2 separate regions of the Mus musculus genome follow, and region 1 is linked to region 2. A link is a contact called in public HiChIP or PLAC-seq data. All regions are on one chromosome and are shown on one strand. The core of a region is the stretch at or near the end of the contact, and the rest is flanking DNA. Distances in the headings are between cores, read along the strand shown.

Region 1 (2,861 bases), core at 147-2,646, 65 kb after region 2:
CCTGGCTCTTCATCATATCACAACATGGGAGAGAATCAGGAAGGGACATGTACAGGGAGCCCAGGTGTGTGTGGTGGCCCTCCTGTTACAACCACTCCCTCACATAGAACTAACTGTGGTCTCAAAAGAACTACTCTCCTCTGAGGGTGCTAGCTCCAGTGACCTTGTCACCTCACATTAGACACTCCTTGAAGGTTTCACCGTCCCTCAGTGTCACCACAGTGAGGACTAATAAGCTGCTAACACATGAACACACACTAGACAAACCACATCCAAGACACAACAGTTTCAGGTGAGTCTTCATACTTGCCTGGTCTTATTACAATTCTACAGCAATCCTGTGGATATGACCTATTCAAACTCTGGGGGCTTTGTAGCTCTTCCCCAAGGGAGTTTTAGAAGGCTACAACACACAGCAGAAACCAGTTGATGCTCCTGCCACTTCACCCTTTATGTTGGCTTGAGCCACAGTTAGCATGACATTTTACAAGAGGATCTAACAGGTATACGTGTACAGACTTGTGCACTCTCAGAGATATGTATAAAGTAAACCGAAAATCCCCAAAGCACCCAGACTATCCTGCTTGTATTGTTGTTGTTCTTCAGTTTCTTTTCTTGTTATTTTGTTTCTTTTTACCTTGAGACAGGATCTTATATTGTTTGTTTCATTTTTATGGAGACAGAGTCTCACTTTGCTTTGTAGTCCTGGCTGACAACGTTATATGTTGACTTAACCTTGACTGTAAGGTCCCCCTTCTACTGGTATGACAGGAAGCACTAATGTCACAAGAATACCATCACACACACACACACACACACACACACACACACAGAGCCACCCCTTACTCCAGATGATGCAATCACCCCCCCCTTTGTCACTTTGATGTTTCTTTACCATCTGTGCCACTTTGTGGCATCATTTGGGCACCCACAGTCTGCTGCACCGTGTGGCTACTGATTACGGCACCCTGCTAGCCCAAGAAGCTGGAGGGAATGGTGATTATCCTTTTGCTCTTACAACTATTGCCCCAGCCAGCAAGTCCTGCAACATGAGAGATCTGAGGGTGAGCTGTAGCTTGCTCATCTCCTGAATCCAGTCTCTTAAACGCTGACCCGAGTCTAAGTCATTTGTTTCACATTTCATAATAGATTACCAAGATTAAACTTGCTCCCATGAAAATGTGTTTTGGCTCTCTTTTGAGGACTAAATATAGCAATTAAAGGACATGATATGAAATGAGACCTACTCATGTATTTAAACAAATTTTTGCCAGCCTTAAAAAAAAAATTTTTTTTCAGACAGGCTGACAAGAAAACTCAGCAGATAAAGGTACTTGCTGTACTAGCCTAGAGACCTGAGTCTGAACCCATATAAGGGCAGAAGGAGAGAAACTAAAGCCCAAAAGTTAGTTGTCCTCTGACCTCATGTGTACCACAGCATATCCTCATATTTATTCTGTCTCTCTCTCTCTCACTTACTCACTCTCTCTCTCTCTCTCACTTACTCACTCTCTCTTTCTCTCTCACATACACACACAAACACACACACACCACACACACTGAAAAAAACTTAAGCAATCTTTTACTAAACCATTTTATGAAATTACCAAGAAGCAACAAGAGAGAGAGAGAGAGAGAGAGAGAGAGAGAGAGAGAGAGAGAGAGAGAGAGAGAAGAAAGGAAAGGAAAGGAAGAAAAGAGAAGAGAAGAGAAGAGAAGAGAAGAAAAGAAAAGAAAAGAAAAGAAAAGAAAAGAAAAGAAAAGAAAAGAAAAGAAATTACCAAGAAGCTAAATTAAGTCTGTTAAACATTACATAGTAAATGTAGTAAAAAGAACACAGCTTGTGGAAGCATACATCCTTTTGTGTTTTAAGTCCAGATCTTATTGTCTGATCTGGAATTTACTCTGTAGCCCAGGCTAGACTCAAATCATGGCAGTCTTTCTATGTAAGCCTCTGTAGAGCTGGGAATAGTGGCATGAGCCATCATGCTCAGCTAGAAATTTAAAGTTTAAGAAATGTCTCAGCATGTGACATGCACACAGCCCAAAGGAAAACGTCCCTGAAGCACCTGAATAGCACCTGATAGACTCTGGTCTTTTATTTAGTCTTTTGTGTGTATTACTGCCCACTAAATTAGTTCCCTTCTTGTCTTGTTTGTTGTTTATTTGTAACCCACATTCTAAAAACCTCCAAGTTAAGTGTAGCATAACTACTAGTGCATGATACCCCACCAGTGGAGGAACTCTGTCCAGGTTCTTTCCACTAACCCTGGCATGGCTGGATGTCACACTCAAAGAGCAGAAGCCTTCCCAGTCAGGCTTGCAAAGTGTAAGAGCTGCAGGAAGGAGGCCCAAGAGGCAAATGCTGCCTCTGAAGGAGTTACACCCCAGAGTCACAAAAAATGGTCTATGATAAAAAGTAGGAAAGTAGTTCAAGTCGGAGCCTGCAGCAGGCATGACAAGGGACTGCCCTGTCTGCCTGTCAATAGCTGGACTGGACATTTGGTTCTTCTCTTGGATAAGAGCGGATATCAGTTTCTAATCTGCAGTTCAGTAAAGGGCTCAGTCCTGGGAATGTGTGACCTCTTCCTTTCTGACATACTGCTTCCTAGAAAGACAAACATGCATGGAAATTAACTAGTTACTCTTTGAGATTTTAAGAAGTTTTTTTTCCCCTCTCTTTCCTTTTTTTTTTTTTTTTTTTTTTTTTTTTTGGGAGAACAACATATAATGTCTGCAAGCTACTACTACGGTAAAGTGTGGGGCTCATACCACCTGCCCCTATCTTACCACTGTACCAATAGCTTCCCAGCACCCTCCCATATCACCAAGTGGTCAGTACCCAATTTCCTATCTGTGTC
Region 2 (2,763 bases), core at 6-2,505:
ATGGTAGGGACCACACCACATCCTCTCCAAGATCTTTATCATGTGCCTGTCAATCTATAAAACCTATCCTTATGAAAGGTGTCATATGTTCTTCACAGTGAGTGTTAATGTAGTCTCATCTTCAGCTTTATTGTACACACAGGATTGAGATCATTATCACCAGGAAAGCTTTCACCAAACTGTACTGTGCTTACAGATGCCTAAAATAAACTCCTCGGGGGTCAGACTCCTGAAGTTTGAACCAACACTGGCTACTCAGTTGCATTAGCCTGAGCAGCCTCCTGTAGGTCATTGCTCTGCTGGCCATGGCAGTCACAGTGACCCCACAGAGTTGCTGCCCACTACACTGTTTCTTAATGAAAACTCTGAAGGTCACAAAAGTGTGACTTTATCAGAATAAAGGGAAAGAATTTTCAATAATTAATAAGTTCTGTCCTGTTATAGAAACAAAAAAAGCGCATATTAGCCAGGCCTCAGGATAGACCAGGACAGACCACAGAACACACCGCTCTGTGAGTAACAATGTCTCTTGTGTCTGCACAGAGGGTCAATGTTCTCTTCTTTCTCAGCATCTGGGTATAGCAGAACTGCTTCTTTGAGCATCCAAAAGATACAGTGTAAGAATTTTCTCATAGTCAACAACAGGAGACAAAATTCAGGGTTAGATGTGTGATATAAGCCTTCATCCAGGGTGTGCCTGCCCGCAAGATGGGTGTCGTGAAAGCCACTTCTCTCTCTGGGCCTTCACCATCTCATACCCCACTCCTGATGATTATAGATTACTGGAGGAATGAGAATAGAGACCTAGCCAAGTGTGATGGTGCTGCTGTGATCTCAGCACTTGGGAGACTGAGCAGAAGAACCATGAGTTCAGTTCTGGGCCACCCTAGACTGTACACTGTCAAATGAGGGAAGAGAAAGGGAGAGGGAGGGGAAACTAAGAGAAAGGAGAGGGAAGGAATTGTCTAAATACTGGCTTCTGGGATAACTTGTATTGGTGATAACTCACATTTTATTTTTCAGCTACCCCACCCATCCAACATAACACAACTCAAAATCCCAACTTAGTTTATAGGCAACAGTGTCTGTTTTACAAAGGGCAGTTGGAGAATGTGTGGGTATCCTCTTAAATACCCAAAAGAGAAAGAAAAAAACTAAATCTGCTATCAATCTTCTCTTTAACTTCTGATGGCTTAACAGTGACCTCATAGCACCAACACAGAGGAAAACAGGAAGCATTTCAGAAATTACCTCAGAGGCAGTGAAGAGTAAGCATGGGGTAAGGTGGTGGTTAGTACGGACTGGATGAGTGTCCTTCCAAGGCATGTAGTCAGGTTTATCGTCAAATGTGTACAAACCTCTGCTCAGATTCTTCAAGCCCTTATTCCAAACACCTAGTATCAAGGCCAACTCCATGACTCATAAGATCAGAGACAGATGTGCTGGCTCAGAAATACAACCCAACAAGGACCTACTGGTAGGAATCCATGAAAGGCTTTTTAAGAAATCTACTTGGACATTTCAAGGATCCTATGAGCAGAAACAGAAGAAGAGGAGCTAAAGACTACAACCACCAAGAGCAACAGCTTGACTTTATTGGCATCCCTTTCTGTTTAGGGAAGTTGGTCCTTGAGTCTCAGCAGCAATGTTCCTTGCAGGTAGAAATGGCACTGTGAATGCTAAGTAAGAAGATGAAAGTGTCTTTGTATAGAAGAAATACATTACTTGGTATCACATAGGGTGCAGTATCATGAGGCTGATAAGCGTTAGGAACAAATAGACAGTCAGGGTTACAGGCCAAAGGGAAACAAACCATCTATATGCCTGGTGGAACCAGCAGCCAGCTTCCAGAACACCAGAGATTTTCCAAAGTTGTTGATCTTGCCATCTAATGTATTAAAATCCAAATTTTTCTGACTCATCAAGATGTAAACTAATCATCAGCCCTGTTTGGTTGGTTGGTTGGTTGGTTGGTTGGTTGGTTGGTTTTTCCTGATCTTGCCCAGCCTGAAAGACTTTTTGGCAGGCCCTCCCCTTCACTTGACTCATCAGCCAATCAGAATACACCACACACAATCAAATTAACCAGCCAGGTGAATTTCTGTTGGATGCCTAATTTCCATATGAGTGAGATCAAATTTGTCCATTCCCAGGATATCAAAATCCCTGTTGCAAAACTTACCTGGCAATTCACTTTCTGAACTCTTCCCTGCTGCTAGAAGCCAACATTTTTCTTTCCAACAGTGCCTTGGTCCTGTACCCTTTTTCTGTTTTCCTTGCTCAGCATTCTTTGCAATCATGAAGCAAGAAACTCAACTCCAACTCAGAAAATTGGCAACAATGCCATCACATTACTTTCAATTGACATAGGAAAGAGTAATATATGTGTCTATATGAGTTGTGGGGGGACACAGTGAGTGGATCAAGCAATGCTAAGAGAAGATACATTTAGGAAGTCAGTATATAGGTGTAAATTATTCTCCTGGTTTGCTATTTTGTTGTGGTTTTCAATTTTCTTAGAGTTTTGTTTTGTTTTATGTAACAAAGGTATATAACCCAGAAGACTTACTCAAACAGCAGACACTGATGTTTCCTTTGTCCAGAGTTAATTCTCCTATCAAAACCTATTGTACTGGCTGGTTTTGTGTGTCAACTTGATACAGGCTAGAGTTATCACAGAGAAAAGTGCTTCAGTGAAAGGAAATGCCTCCATGAGATCCAGCTGTGGGGCATTTTTTCAGTTGGTGATCAAGGTGGGGAGGG

Evidence for each region. HiChIP or PLAC-seq counts read pairs in DNA pulled down with a chosen protein or histone mark.
Region 1: a BATF HiChIP or PLAC-seq map of CD8 T cells shows a contact between it and region 2, with 10 read pairs. The contact joins two enhancer-like sites. A contact is called at or near these places in 3 of 115 datasets of contacts at active chromatin or transcription factors (CD8 T cells, the HPC-7 cell line and embryonic stem cells) and 2 of 9 other capture datasets (adipose tissue and liver).

Annotation. Positions count from the first base shown.
Region 1 is chr9:88,356,510-88,359,370 of GRCm38.p6, forward strand. The region is part of intron 3 of Nt5e (5' nucleotidase, ecto); the gene reads left to right. Among named protein-coding and RNA genes, the nearest start is that of Nt5e, 30 kb to the left of the region's middle. Within about 2 kb of position 1,397, at least 41 of the 459 cell types and tissues checked have an H3K27ac peak or open chromatin away from gene starts, as enhancers often do. A contact at or near this core is called in CD8 T cells, where this site is marked.
Region 2 is chr9:88,291,761-88,294,523 of GRCm38.p6, forward strand. No RefSeq gene overlaps it. Among named protein-coding and RNA genes, the nearest start is that of Gm51281, 33 kb to the right of the region's middle. Within about 2 kb of position 1,256, at least 18 of the 459 cell types and tissues checked have an H3K27ac peak or open chromatin away from gene starts, as enhancers often do. A contact at or near this core is called in CD8 T cells, where this site is marked.